3 separate regions of the Zea mays genome follow, and all the other regions are linked to region 2. The links are chromatin contacts, called in public Hi-C maps. All regions are on one chromosome and are shown on one strand. The core of a region is the stretch at or near the end of the contact, and the rest is flanking DNA. Distances in the headings are between cores, read along the strand shown. Region 1 holds the start of LOC100382326 (putative DUF231 domain containing family protein). Region 2 holds the start of LOC100193501. Region 3 holds the start of LOC100193022 (grx_S16-glutaredoxin subgroup II).

Region 1 (4,993 bases), core at 841-3,340, 160 kb before region 2:
CTTCTTCTTATGACTCGAGCCAGAGTCAGTGGGCATGTGGTCCCTTGGCTCATTGAAGAGGGACTCCTCCTTGTCGTTGACCACCATCCCCTTTCCCTTAGGATCCATCTCTTCAGGCGAATAGTCCCTTAGATGAAGAGAACGGCTCTGATACCAATTGAGAGCACTTAGAGGAGGGTGAATAGGTGATCCTGTAAAATTCAACACTAATAGCCACAAAACTTTGTTATGTAAGTTAGAACGGCTAAGTAGCTTGAGGCGAGTTCTTTTGAACATAGATAATCAAAGGCAAAGCACACAAGAGACACACGATTTTTATCCCGTGGTTCGACCAAGTAATACTTGCCTACTTCCACGTTGTGGCGTCCCAATGGACAAGGGTTGCACTCAACCCCTTTCAAGTGATCCAATGATCAATTTGAATACCACGATTTTTCCTTTCTTTGACTTTCTCCCGTTTGCGAGGAATCTCCACAACTTGGAGCCTCTCGCCCTTACAATGATGATCACAAAAGAAGCACGGAAGTAAGGGAGGGGAGAGCAACACACACAAGACTCAAATCACAGCACAATCATGCACACAAGTCACAACTTGAGCTCAAAACACAACCCACGGAGTTCACAACTCAAATGGAGCTCAAGTCACTATCTCAAAGAATCAAATGCGCGAAGTTAGAGTCTTGGAGGCTTAGAATGTTTCTTGAATGCTTGGGTGTCTCCTCCATGCGCCTAGGGGTCCCTTTTATAGCCCCAAGACAGCTAGGAGCCGTTGGAGGCCAACAAGGAAGGTTATCCTTGCCTTCTGTCGGGTGGCGCACCGGACAGTCCGGTGCAACACCGGACAACCACTATTCATGTCCGGTGTGCGATCTCCTTCCTATTTTGGCACAGACGACCGTTGTAGATTCGTGGCAGTTGGCGCACCAGACACTGTCCGGTGCACACCGGACAGTCCGGTGCCCCCTGTCGACCGTTGGCGCGGGCCACGTGTCGCCCGCGGATTGCGCGGCCGACCGTTGCGCTGGCGGCCGTTGGCTCACCGGACAGTCCGGTGAATTATAGTCGTACGCCGCCAAACTTTCCCGAGAGCGGCCTGTTCACCGGAGGCCATCCTGGCGCACCGGACAGTCCAGTGTGCCAAACTGAGCTGGACTTCGGTTGTACACAGTCAAGTCACTTGCAATCATTTTCTTCTTTTCTTTTTCTCTGTTTCTAGCACTTAGACAAAATATGTTAGTACTCAAAACAATATACTAAATCTAGAAACGTACCTTGTTACATGATTTGCACCTTTTGCTTGTTTGGCACATAATATCTTACTCACAATGTGTTAGACACTTAATCACCAAAACATTATAGAAATGGCCCAAGGGCACATTTCCCTTTTAGAAGGTGACTAGATCACCAAGATTACATAAATAGAGCTCCTATAAGGAAAGCTTGGAAGATTCACTGAGTCATCATATGCGTGAAATTTTATTCTGGCACATATATGAGATACATCTATATTTGTCTTTAAATCGGCGTGTGACATGAGAGGAGTGATGCCACTTTTTTAAGGAAAAAATAACTATTTGCTAATATTTAGGGGTGAGTGGCATTTTTTTTGCCATATCATGTGGAAAAAAACCCTATATAAAACATATACATTAATTATTATAATAAATCGATTCAAAAGCTAAAACAAAATTTAATTTAGGATAGAGTAACTATTTGTTTACGAGATCCTCTTAATTATGTGTCACTGACACATAATATGGCAAAAAATTGCCACTCACCCTTAAATATTAGCAAATAGTTATTTTTTCCTTAAAAAGAGGTATTTAAGGTGGTGTCTAGATTTATTATTATCTATTTAAATCTATTTGAATATAGATTAAAAAACTAAAAGATAAAACGAATACTAATTTGGAGAGAGGTGTAGTTAAATGCTCCAGGATCATGCTGATCTTGTAAAATGTGCAGCGAGTTTGACGACCCACCCACTCACACGCCGAACCGACGCCGACAGCTGCCGCCTGCCGGACCCAACAACAATCAACAAAGCCTACAAAATCACAACTCCACGTTCGTCGCCGCGGGAGGATCGGGCTGGGCTGGCCTCGCCTCGGTTGGCTTCAGCTGCCACCTGCCGCGCGGCCACTATCCAGCCTCCTTCGGTCCTTCCCCTTCCCCAGCAGCAGGCTCCGGCCGCAGCCATGCCCAAGCCACCGCCGCCCACCTCCGACCCCTCGCTCCCCACCACCACCACCACCTCGACCCCCAAGTCGTCGTCCCGCCCTGCCCCCGCGGGGCTCCTCGATCCGCTCGCCGCCTCCGGGCGCTCCCTCCTCGCCTCGGCGCGGCGCTCCCCGGTCACCACGCTCGCCGGCGCCTTCTTCCTCCTCGCGCTCGTCATGTACGGAGAGGACGCCCGCACCATCGCCGAGCTCTCCATCGACGACTACCTCTACCCGGACGCCGATCTCTACAACGTCTCCGGCCTGCCGCCCCTTGCGTTGCCCCCGCCTACCTGCGACCTCTCCAGTGGCCGCTGGGTCTTCGACAACGCCTCCGTCCCGGCGTACAGGGAGAAAGACTGCACCTTCCTCACCAAGCAGGTCACCTGCCTCGCCAACGGCCGCCCCGACGATATGTGGCAGTACTGGAGATGGCAGCCCAGTGACTGCTCCCTCCCCACGTATGGCCTTATGATCCTCTCCAGATATTCTCTCCGCCAATTACCTCATTGCGAGCTTGCATCTGTTTTCCTCGCCTGATTGCGTCTTTATTGTATTGCTCCCCGCCCCAATCGATTGATTGGAAGTAGGTTCGACGCCCGGAGATTCATGGAGGCGATGCGCGGGAAGCGGCTCATGTTCGTGGGGGACTCGCTGAACCGCAACCAGTGGGAGTCGCTGGTGTGCCTGGTGCAGCCCATCCTGTCCAAGGGCAGGAAGAAGATCGTCAAGCGGGGCTCCCTCAACACCTTCTACGCCAAGGAGTACCGGGCCACGCTCGAGTTCTACTGGGCGCCCTTCCTCGTCGAGTCCAACTCTGACAACCCCAACTTCCACAGCATCAAGGAACGGATCATCAGTCCCGAGAGGATCGAGGCGCACGCCAGGAACTGGAAGGACGTTGATTACCTCATCTTCAACACCTACATCTGGTGGATGAACACCGCCGACATCAAAGTCAGGTCAACAACTACGACATCTGGGTTCTGTGTTGGGAATGCGCAGCTTCTTTCTTTGTGGCTTTCTGCAATCAAGTAATGGGATCGTGTTCTGAGATCGCTGGACGGATTTTTGCAGGAGACCGAACTCGAGGTATTGGTCTGAGAACGACGAGGTTCCCAGGATTGAGGCGTATGGTCGGGTGTTCAAGACGTGGTCTGATTGGCTCAATAACAACATCGATCCTGCCCGCACGTCCGTCTTCTTCATGACGATTTCTCCAATTCACATCAGGTGACCGAAAGCTGCTGCGTTTATGTTTCCTTTTCTCCCCCACTATATGGTACTGTCCAAGCAATGGTGGTTCGCTGCGGGCTTTGATTGATTAGTTCTTTTAGGAGTGATTTGCAATGCAACCTTCAACTTTGTGGACCACTGTCGGTTCAATTGGACTGGACGCCATACATAGGCTTGATTCAAGTTGTTTGTTAGTCCCAGATTGCATTCTTGAGAAGCAACCTTCCTCTTATTCTGTAGTAGCCAGCAAGCCATAATGTCATTGTCCACTCCACGAAATCATGGAACTCAGCTTTTAGGTTAGATCATGACCCACAAGGAAAGTGACGACCTAACTTATGGGTCTGGTAGTCAACGTTTTTTGCATGGATGCAAAATCCAAATTTAGTTCGATTTTCCGGACTTCACTCGCTACTCACTAGAGTATCTTGAATTGATATTTCTAATTTTCTATGATTTCATCGTATTTGCATTATGCAATCAGAAACGGAGAGTAGAAATATTCTTCAGGGCAAAGCGTCATTGTCCAATCCACCAAACTGTGTGATCAATTGGATCAACTGTTTGCTTGGCTCAGAGTCAGGAGCCCACTAGGAAGTAGGAACAAAACAATAGACTAAACTTACGTGCCTTCAAATCAACATTCCTACAAGCACATCAACTTTAATTATATGACCTCAGGTTTCAACTAGTAGACATTGACTCCTTGAGTATCACTGGAGTGTCTGCAGTCAGTAGGTATGGATTGCTGGTGACACTACATGTAAACAGTATCTGACTTGGGTTTAAGGATCAGTATTACAGTCAAATGAAAAAACTTAAGTTTGGAATCTGGTGTTCTGGCATTGTGGTGATTCACTTGCTATTCGAAGTGACGAAGTCCCATGCCAAAAGTAAGGAAAGCATGCTGAAAGTATCACAATAGAATCCATACTCATGGGTAGGCTGGTAGTCTGGAAAAAATTAGAATGGTGGGTGCAGTGTCCTACATGCCAACAAACTTGTATGAGGGTCCAGCTCCAAAATAGAATGAGAGAAGAAACAACTGGTACAACACAACAATAAAAGGGGAACTTTTTTCATGTGGGGTGGGGTGGGGTGTCACTGTTGTGGCTATTCTGATTGCTTTGCCATTTTTTGCATCACAAGAAACCTACAAGCTATGGTTGGACCTGTAAACAACCTCTAGTCTAGAAAGAAAAAGGAGCCCCACTGTATCGAACTTGAATGTCTACTTGTCCTGATTCCTGGGACACGCACTGATATTGTGAGTGGTGCTGTTTTTTTCAGTGCCTAAAAAAGTCTTGATATGATAACTTGTCAGATAGAAAACCCTCGCCTTCTAAAATTCTGTTTCAGTATGTATTATGTAGAGTGAAGGTCAAGGCTCAACATTTGTCATCTCATCTGTATTCTGCTTCTGATATGAATATGGAGCTCCTTTTTACCCTGGTAAAAACTATTCCCTCTGTTCTTTTTTATTTGTCGCCGTTTAGTTCAAAAATGAACTAGCAGGCGACAAATATTCGAGAACGGAG
Region 2 (5,101 bases), core at 2,514-5,013:
ATGTTTATTTGAGTGGCATGAATCAAAATATCCTACCAGATTTATGGCAGTTTATTTGAGAAATTTATTTGATTTTTCTGATTTTTACGTTTTCTATTTTACTTGTGATTTCTCCTAGCACCCGATCGTATCTGATTCGTGTCTCTAAAGAGCAGCGAGGCTGCTAATCCATGGCAGTGGCTCCAAAGGGCCACCGGGCAGGGCAACCTCACGGGACAATCCCATCCAGAAAATCTGCATGGCAAGACTTTCCTCTCTCAGATGATGGCTCCTATAGGGTTCTCTGGCCCTGGTTACCAAAGGAGGTTTTAGTGTTTAGAAATAAATAATAAAAATAATTAAATAAATATCTAAATAATTATTTAGATGATATATAAAAACCGTAGCGAAGTATGGTACGGCTAAGCTAGTCTATACTACTCTATTAAGAGTCTAGTGTCAGCGTCCACACCCTGCCCCCGCCCCCACCCCGCCCGTCCTCATCCCGCGCGCTCCGCTCGACTACCAAAATCCCACCGCCCACCTCTGCAATGGCCGCCTCCCGCGCCCCACCCCAACGTGCGGTGTCATCCTCCCTCCCCCCACCCCACCCCGCTCCGTCATCCTCCCTCGGTTTCCCTCCTATCTGCCCTCCGAATCCCGCTCGTGAACCCTAGACACCCTCCGTCGAGATCTCCAAATCCCACTCTCGAACCCCGTGCCCCCGCCCTCGTCCGCCCCACATCGTGCGATGCCCCCGCCGCGAGAGCTCCCCTAGATGGCATGGAGCGTGTCGCCCACGCACTTGCCCTGACCCTGATTGCACACTACCGCCGCTGGATGTCCACGCGCTGGCCCTCTTCATCTCGCTCGCGGTGGTCGTGGTGCAGACCTCGCTGATCATGGTGGAGCGGAGGGCGAAGAAGCGGATGGTGTTCGTGATGAACAAGCTCATGTGGCTGGTGTGCCTCTTCATCTCGGTGGCCTTCATCGCGCTGACCTACGTGGTGGTGGGGCACGACGACTGGTGGCTGGCCTGGTGCACCATGGGCATCGGCGCCGCGATCATGCTCACCACCCTCGGCTCCATGTGCTACTGCATCGTCGCGCACAGGTTGGAGGAGAAGAACACCAGGAAGATCAGGAGGGCCTCCGCGAGCCAGTCCCGCGGCTCGTGGTCCCGATCAGTCGACTCGGACAAGGAGATACTTAACAGCGAGTACAAGACGAAGATGTACGCGCTGTAGGATGGATAGCAAGTGTAACATGACGGATTCTTTTGTACATACCAGTGCTTTTGTTTCGCCACAGGCTGCTCCATGGCATTCGGCTCGGGATGCAGAGGCTGCGGCACCACATCAGTCTTCTTCAACCAAAGGACTGAAGGCCCTTCCTGCGGAACCAAGTTCAGGTCACTTGACCGGTGTGCCTGTTCCTGGGGAGTGAGAGTCTGCTCAACTGTGTGGTTCTTAGCGCCTGAAACCATCAATGGTGATGGAGATAATTCAGCTAGAAATTTAGAATAGAATAAAGTGTCCGGTACAAAATGCATTGTGTCGTGCAGTAGATATGATGATCTTGTACACGAGGATCTCATCGGAGAGAGTGATTTGTTGAATTCTTGTGGGCAGTTTTTTCCCTTGGGAGTTGGGACTTGGGCTTGTGGTCTGTGACGCAGGGAATATATGTGTTGACAAGATGAAAACTGTCACTGATCGGCCATTTCCGAGACTAAATTTGTGTAACTTGTCGACCACCGGAGTGAAATGTGTATCTGCGAATAACGATATAGAGTATGTGTTTGTTAGCGTGTGTTGGTGACCTGCTTTGATTCTTAAATGAGACTAAAATAGGGAAACACATTTAAAGATGACAGACCTTTATTTCTTCAATCTATTTAAGATAGATTGAAGGAGGAATGATACCTTAATTAATAACCTTTGAGACATAATATACAAATGTTCAAGGAAAATCTTAAATGTTATGATCCCTTTATTATTCTTTCTCGATTAAGGTAAGAGAGTCGCAACTTTGGAGACTAGCAACCAGGTTTCCTTTAGAAGGAAAAGTGTCCCTGTATATTACAGTGTACCTCTATTTATATGACGAGGTAGAGTACAACTTCGTATAAAATTATAAACATACTCTCAGTTCATAAACATACATCTATACTATTCTATTAAGACAGTAGTGTCAGCGTCCACACTCAATGCCCCCACCCCCGCGACCACGTCGGCCCGTCCCTAAACTAGCGCGCCCTCGCCCCCATCCGCGTCAAGCGTCACCCGCCACACCCGCCCATCCCAGCGCGATTCTCGCGTCGCAACGCCACACCCGCCCATCCCGGCGCGACCGCGTTATCGCCCTCGACCCTCGCAACATCGCCCTGCTCATCTTCAAGGCCCTCGCCCTTGACCTACAGGGCCACCACCTCCCTGTGATGCGCGTCCTCGCGCCGCCGCGCGCCCAAAGCTCGACCGCGTCGTCTTCGTCAAGCTGGACGTCGGCCACACGCCACCCGTCGTAGCTCCACCTCGCATCTCCGGCATGCTGCACGTCCCACGCAGGCAGTCCGATGAGGCGCGGCGCCTACAAGCAGTGTGTCGACTTCAGCCCCTCGCGCCGCCACCGCGAGGATGGCCTCCTCGCCCTCTGCTGCCTTGACCGCGACGTTGGGCTCTTCAAGCGCCGTCATGACGAGCCTGCTCCTGCCGTCGCTGTCTCCGATTCGACTCCTACACCCTTGAAGTCGACGGTACTGCAATAGAAAAATTGTGGATCTTGCCCACGATGCTCATATCCACCGTGCCCACCGTGCTCCCACCAGCACCCGCTCATGTCCAAGGAACTCTTCGGCTACTTCGTTGCGCCGTCATCTTCCCCATATTATGGTCGCCACACCACTGTCCCTACTGCTCCTGGCGGTCGCCTGCCAACCGCAACGTCGTCGTCTGCAACATCGACGTCGTCGTCCCTTTCTACTCAACAGGCGTCATTTTCTTCGGTCCTCTTGGACACGGCTTCTTCAGCTCTCCTCCAGGCTCCAGCTGCGCCTCGGTCACGTGCCCACTGGTCTCCAGTCGTCGTGTGGTAATCTTCCTGTGATATGCACACTTCTCCCTCTCCCTTTTCAACTGTCGATCAATGAAGAAGGTAGGATTGGGCCGCTGCTCGCCGTGATTTTTGCCAGAGAGGGAGGGCCGACTGGTGGTCGGTGCCACCAGTTCTTAGCGTGGCTTGTTGAGCGTGAGAGACATAGAGATGGGGAAGAAGATGTTGTGGTTGCTGGTGGGAGATGTTGGGGAATGCTCTCTGTTCGTGGGGATGAGTTCCATGCCATGGTTAACTATTTCCCAAAAAATCAGCAGGTTTACCTGGCGTAAGCTACATTTCTTCCTAGACTAACATGCTTGCATTTCCTAAAGGTTTGACAAGAGGATAACTGATGAGTTCCATGCCATGGTTAACTATTTCTTCAAGTGTGCAAGTGCGTCTATGGACTGTATGGTTCTTTGGTTTTTGTTGTTCGCTGAGGTGCAAAGTAGGAAGAAAATGCGGCCCTAACCTTGCAAGCGGGGAATGTATCATTTTTTGGTGCAACTGAAATATGTGGTGTTATTTTTTGTGCACTAACAATTTGTTGAATATTTTGTATACCGTTGCAACGCACGGGCATCTAACTAGTAGTTCAAAATAAACTCAATGGACACCATCTTTCCCAGATTGAATCGTGGACGCCCATAAACAAATTCCCCAGCGTCTCCTCTCCTCTCCTCTCCTTCCCCGGCACCGTGCTCTGTTGTGCTGTTTGGTTCCGTCGCGTCGCGTCCCGTGCTCAGATCAGATCTCTCCTCTCCCCCGACCCCGAGTGGAGTGCCTCCCTCCCCCCCTCCCGCTCCAGACTAGCGGAGAGAGATCTCGGCACCGCCGTTCGTCGCCATGGCGGCGGCCAACGCTCCCATCGCCATGCGCGAGGCGCTCACGGTAATACCTCCGCTACCCTCTCTCCCCTCTCATGCAGTACATATCTCCATCCACTCACCCACTGATCATTCCTTGCTCGTTCTCCGCGCAGCTCACCAGCCTGGGCATCGCGCCGCAGTTCGTCACCTTCACCCACGTCACCATGGAGTCGGAGAAGTACATCTGCGTCCGCGAGACCTCCCCGCAAAACAGTGTCGTCATCATCGACATGGCCATGCCCATGCAGCCGCTCCGACGGCCCATCACCGCCGACTCCGCCCTCATGAACCCCAACACCAGGATCCTCGCCCTGAAAGGTTCGGATTTGCTGCCTCTACCTACCGCCCGCACCTCCTATAGATCTAGCCCTTTCGGTTCTCTCCACTGCGCGGAATCTCATCCTTATCATGCCCATCCTAGCCAAAGTCCTTGTTAAATAGTCAGTTGCCTCTCTAGGAATTCCGCAGCGATCTAAGCTTCTGCTTCCCTACCATGGCAGCCGAATTCTGCACTAGCGACTGACATCAAGCCTTTGCTTGAGATCTGTGCATTAGCTGCCTGCAGGGCTTTATGTATACCTCTCTGTTTGTCTGATCCTGTGTGCAAGCCGTGTAGAATGAACGAGGCTCTGGCAACATGGGACGCTATAATTCTAGCCTGCCATACATTTGTAATCCGTGTAGTCGTTGTCACTGCGATGAGCCAGATCCAGTTCGGTTTAGCATAGAATGGAACCATTAGGATTGTAATTTTACTCTGTTTTAGTCTTCACTGTTGCTGCTCACATTCGATCGACGGCTTCCTACCTGCTTGTTGCTGGGCATTGCTTGCTTAATTTATATTTGAGTATATATTTTGTTAGATGAAGTTCTTACTTGTCAGCAACTCAGCATTGCTGTTGGCTGGGGTACTCTACTATAGTCAGGATATTGATGCTAACAATTCCCAAATCAAATGACTGGTTAAGACATTGAGTAGCTATATATACTGCTTAACATATAGTTTGAGAATAATTGCAACAATGGTAAACATCTGCTGATTTTTTGCAGCCCAAATACCTGGAACAACACAGGATCACCTTCAAATATTTAACATTGAGGCTAAGACTAAGATCAAGTCTCACCAGATGCCGGAGCAGGTACAAAACACTTTCCAATAT
Region 3 (4,618 bases), core at 1,251-3,750, 230 kb before region 2:
AAAGTAGAATAAGACGGAGACGACACCATCCTTCGATTTTTTGGTACCACATCGCTACAAAAAACTACTCCAGTGTTTAACTCGTCTCTACTTAACTTTCATCCGAACATTATATAAACTGTGGCCGACTCTTTCATCCATCTACGTACATCCAACCAACCAAACAGAGGCTCGATCGCTCTCCGATCCCCACAAATAAATAAAACAAAAAATATGTGTGTCGTCCTCAGGCAACTTCTACCTATAAACAGCAGGCAAACCACACGTCCATACCACATCACACGCTTTTCAAACTCGGGACGTACCACATCCAACATGCACAGCAGGTACAACAACTTGGATCTCCGTGCTACTACGTGTGGATCAGACAACCATCGAAGCAATTCAAGTCACTGTAGGGTAAAGCATTCATTTCTGAATTAGTAGGGCAGCAAGCTCCCCCTTTTCAGCCATGGACGAAACGATATCGCAGCCGCCCACGAGCTCCCCTCCAACGAAGACCTGAGGGAACGTCGGCCAGCTGCTGTACGCCTTGAGGGTTTCTCTCAGCCCGTGGTTGTGCTCCTCGTCGAGCACGTCGACGGTTACGAAATCCACGCCGTGCCCTTCCAGGATGCCCACCACCCTCTGCGAGAACCCACACTGGGGAGCGCTCCTTGACCCCTTGATGAAGGCTACCACTCTGTTCTCCTTCACCAGCCGGTGTATCAGCTGCTCCAGCGGAACCGTCAGCTGGACGTGGCGTCCGGGCGTCAGCCGCAGGTCTGGAGGCCGCTGGGGGCCACCAACCCAGGTGTTGTTTCCTGCAACATTCCCTGGTGGCGCCTTGCCGGTGGCCGCTATGTGTTCTTGCATCCATGATTTCCAGGCGTTGTTAAGGGCAGATCGATCTGGTGTCTCCTCATCTGATACCGCGACCTGCACATGCCATAGAATGTTTCAGGTACTAACTAATACACACGGAAAAAGTGGAGACCGTTTCTTTTTTTTTCCTTTTGACAGATTTAGTTTGTGCAGAATAGTATTGTATTGTACCCAAGTGCAAAGGAGTCAAGTCAAGGCAGCAGGTGTCTATAAGGCCCCTTGGAGAACCAGGGCAATATTCACAAGGGCTGCTATAACAACTTCAATTCACAGAAACTGACTAGAACGGGGGCAGGGGGTACAACCACCACTAGCTAAAACTTTGACCTGAATTAATGTTATTTCAGCAGATCCTTTGCCATTAAAAAACATCATATGAAGACATAGTCAGTTAAAACATGGCAGTTGCTAACTTCCTATAGCAGCAATAAGGAACTTAATGTCCATAAACCTGCTATAAAGAAGGGAATTGTGAACAGTGTAATATCATACCTACTGTCCTAATCGAAGGTAATCAGTTACCGAGGTATCAATATATTGTTTTGCAGACTGTGGGCCTGTATGAATGCACTGGAGCTAATAATTAGTTGGCTAAAAAATTTCTAGTGGGATTAGCCGACTAACAAATAACTAGCTAAATATTAACTAGTTTACTAAAAGTAGCTAATAGCTGAACTATTAGCTAGACTGTTTAGATGTCTTCAGCTAATTTTATTAGCTAATTATTATCTCTAGTGCATTCAAGTAGGGCCCGTATATTATTGAACGTCATGTTCTGTCAACCAGAAGAAGGCTCATGGATGCCTGAAACAAGAATACATACACAGATGGTGGAGAATGGAGTAGATAAGCATATCTTGTTTCAGGAATCAGCTGAGTATATCGAATGAGAAAGCAAAGTATGGACAGAATGGGAAAGCAAGGTAGAGATGTTTATACAATGGCCACCCAATGAGAATATTATTGACGGAGGAGGATGGAGAAGGTAAGGTGCCCTCCTTTTTCCTTTCGGTCGCCAACAAAAGTGAGCGAGAGAGGACACACGACTAATTAAACCATGCGACTCAAATTAGCATGTCTCAGTTTGCCCAAATTAACTATCCCTGATACTACATACCAAAGCTAGCCCACTGGTTTAGTTACAAGGCGAGGCTAAACTGTTGTAAATGGGGAGCCTAATTTGCAATGATAGTGTAATGATATACATGATTAGTCCATGCCGTACCTTGACGGAGGCGCAGAGGTTGGCGGGGACCTTCCGGCGGTGGCCCTCGATGCTGGCCCTGACGTTGCGCGAAATCCCGACGAACTGCAGCTCGCCGGCGGGGTCGTAGACGCCGTAGACCCCGGCCTTTGGGGGCAGAGCGTCCTCGTCGACCAGGAGGGGCTCGGTGGGCTCCTGAGGGATGGGCACGGGGGACGCCTCGGAGAGCTTCTTGAAGGCGGTGACGGCGATGGGGCGGGCGGCGCTGCGGCGGCGGAGAGGGAAGCGAAGGGTATTAGAGGACGAGGAGGAGGAAGCCGGCGAGGAGAGGAGAGGGAAGGCGAGGCGGAGAGAAGCAGCAGCGGTGGCGGTGGAAGCCATGGCCATGGGGACGTCTGCTTGCGGTGGCGGCGTATGGTGGTGGTGCTCTGCTTCTGCCCGTCGGATAGGATGTGGGCTTCGTTACGGCCTATGATAAGAGGTCCGTTCCTGCCGGCAAAGCCTCGGGCCGACCTGGTGGCCTGCTAGACCAACCTCCCAAAACAGCCTTGGTGGTCCGATCTCAACTTCTGTTATACTACTAAGAACCGAAGGTGGGCAGTAGATGACAACCATTGGATTACCTATATATATATATATATATATATGCTCGCGGTTATAAAATCTTACTCATATTTATACCCGCGCAGGTATTTTTATTCGTCGGGTAATACGTACCCGCTAAGAAAGTCTTAAATTTCAATATACTAATCACTCAAAATATTAAATAAACATACAAAAACAAGTTTAACTATCATATGATTAAATAACTTAATAGCTAGACAAATGATAGTTAGAGAAGAGTTTTATTTTAGCTAAGATGAGCTCTATTAGATGGTTATAGTGGTATTGATGCGGTATATTTTGCACATGGGTAGACGGGTATGGGTAGTACCAACTCATACCCGTCTATCCAACGGATAGAGGTTCTTGCCCATTAACATACCCGTGGGTAGAGAAATCATCACGCACCCGCCTTTATATCGGGAAAAACTCGTCAGATATTCGGGTATCCATTGCCATCTCTAGTGGGCATCTGGTGCTATCAGGGCTTCACCTCGCGTTGACACACTGCCCCCCCCTCACGTCATGCCCTATTGGCTCCACACTCAGCATACTCTCGGCTACTACCCTATGGACCCCAGCGCCCGCGCAGCCATCACTAGACCACAAGCATGATTGTTAAACATCACATTTTATGAGACTTAGGTGATCTCCGGTTAACTTATGGAGGGACAATAAACTCTCACTAGTAAAAAAAGAGCTCAAAGCCTATTGTGGGATTTAAATTTTACAGGTGGTTTCAGTTATCAAACGCTGGTACTATTTCTAGTGGCGGTTTCTTAAGAAAACGACCACTAGAAATCATATTTTTAGTGGCTAGAAATCATATTTTTAGTGGCTACTAATCTTGCTAATATTTTTAGTTACCTTTCTAGAATATCTTTCACGCGTGATTTCTAAATTCAACATAAGACCTAGTTTTAATTGTTTAATCACATAGGTCTTCCAAAAACTAAATCTTTTCAACCACAGCTCAAAATTTAGCGATTCTCGAACCTACGCTCTCGTAGTGATGTGTAGTAATATTTTTATGTTGTTTGTTCATATGCTTTGGTGTAATGTTACTTTCAGTACCCTAAAACAGGGGTACCCCTTACTACCGTATGAAGACGCAGTACCCACGCGGCTATCTTTAGTCGCGTGGTAAAGGAGTTGTGCATGGGACCAGACCATAGCTCGCCCCAGCCTCGGGCGACTACTTTGGGCCAGCAACAGCACTCGACCCCACCACGTGGACGGCTCCGGGGCCGCCACGTGGCCAGAGAAGATGATATACTCCAAGGTATCAACAGTGAGTTCAGACCCCCATGGGAAAGTACCGGACCCCTGTATATACAGACCGGGCCTCCGGGTAAGGTCCAGGACCTCCACGAGCACAAACCGGACCCCTGGGATGAGTTCCGGACCCCTCTGTGTGGGGTCCGGGCCACTCACAGCAGGGTCCCGGGATTCTGGGACAGAGAATACCTAGGCCTTAATCAAGGCCAGGCAGGGGGTCCGGAGCCGACATGTGTCCGGACCTTACTGTATACGCTTCTGCTCCCCGCTCAGGCGAAGCCCCGATGCTGCCACGTGGCATGGTGCCCGTGACGTAAGCCAACGGACGGAGCCTGACATAAGGCCTCTGGGCTGTGCGGCCTCTGCATTTATTACGGATAAGGCGCACCGCCTGTCCATTCCACTGGCAGGCGGTGTGCCGCCTCGACATTTATTAAGCCCTGTCCATTACACTAACAGGCGATGTGTCGCCTCCGCATTTAATGAGACATGTCCATTCCGCTGGCAGGCGGCGACCAGTCTATTCCGCAGGCAGCGTGCCTGTCCATTCCATTGGCAGGCGGTACGCCCATACTGCCGCGTGCACTACACTCGTGATTACTCGCACGTCACCAAGGAAGCAGTCGTCCGCATATCAATACTGCATGGACTGCGGACATCATGGCGCCA

What was found. Hi-C and Micro-C count contacts between places; a contact is called where the count stands out from the background.
Region 1: a Hi-C map of ear shows a contact between it and region 2, with 5 times the contacts expected there. The contact joins the promoter of LOC100382326 here to the promoter of LOC100193501 in region 2. A contact is called at or near these places in 8 of 25 Hi-C or Micro-C datasets (bundle sheath, ear, endosperm and 3 more).
Region 3: a Hi-C map of tassel shows a contact between it and region 2, with 2.7 times the contacts expected there. The contact joins the promoter of LOC100193022 here to the promoter of LOC100193501 in region 2. A contact is called at or near these places in 2 of 25 Hi-C or Micro-C datasets (ear and tassel).

The regions. Positions count from the first base shown.
Region 1 is chr2:157,889,624-157,894,616 of Zm-B73-REFERENCE-NAM-5.0, reverse strand. LOC100382326 (putative DUF231 domain containing family protein) reads left to right here and starts at 2,090. Exons shown (of 4, transcript NM_001175075.1): 1 at 2,090-2,680; 2 at 2,810-3,181; 3 at 3,297-3,452. The coding sequence starts at 2,199.
Region 2 is chr2:157,733,611-157,738,711 of Zm-B73-REFERENCE-NAM-5.0, reverse strand. It overlaps LOC100193501, which reads left to right and starts at 3,763. Exons shown (of 29, transcript NM_001358758.1): 1 at 3,763-3,963; 2 at 4,055-4,259; 3 at 4,992-5,080. The coding sequence starts at 3,919. LOC103649013 (ankyrin repeat-containing protein At5g02620-like) reads left to right here and starts at 476. Exons shown (of 1, transcript XM_035965376.1): 1 at 476-1,770. The coding sequence starts at 882. The coding sequence ends at 1,226.
Region 3 is chr2:157,966,320-157,970,937 of Zm-B73-REFERENCE-NAM-5.0, reverse strand. It overlaps LOC100193022 (grx_S16-glutaredoxin subgroup II), which reads right to left and starts at 2,500. Exons shown (of 2, transcript NM_001138190.1): 1 at 2,090-2,500; 2 at 6-918. The coding sequence starts at 2,455. The coding sequence ends at 409.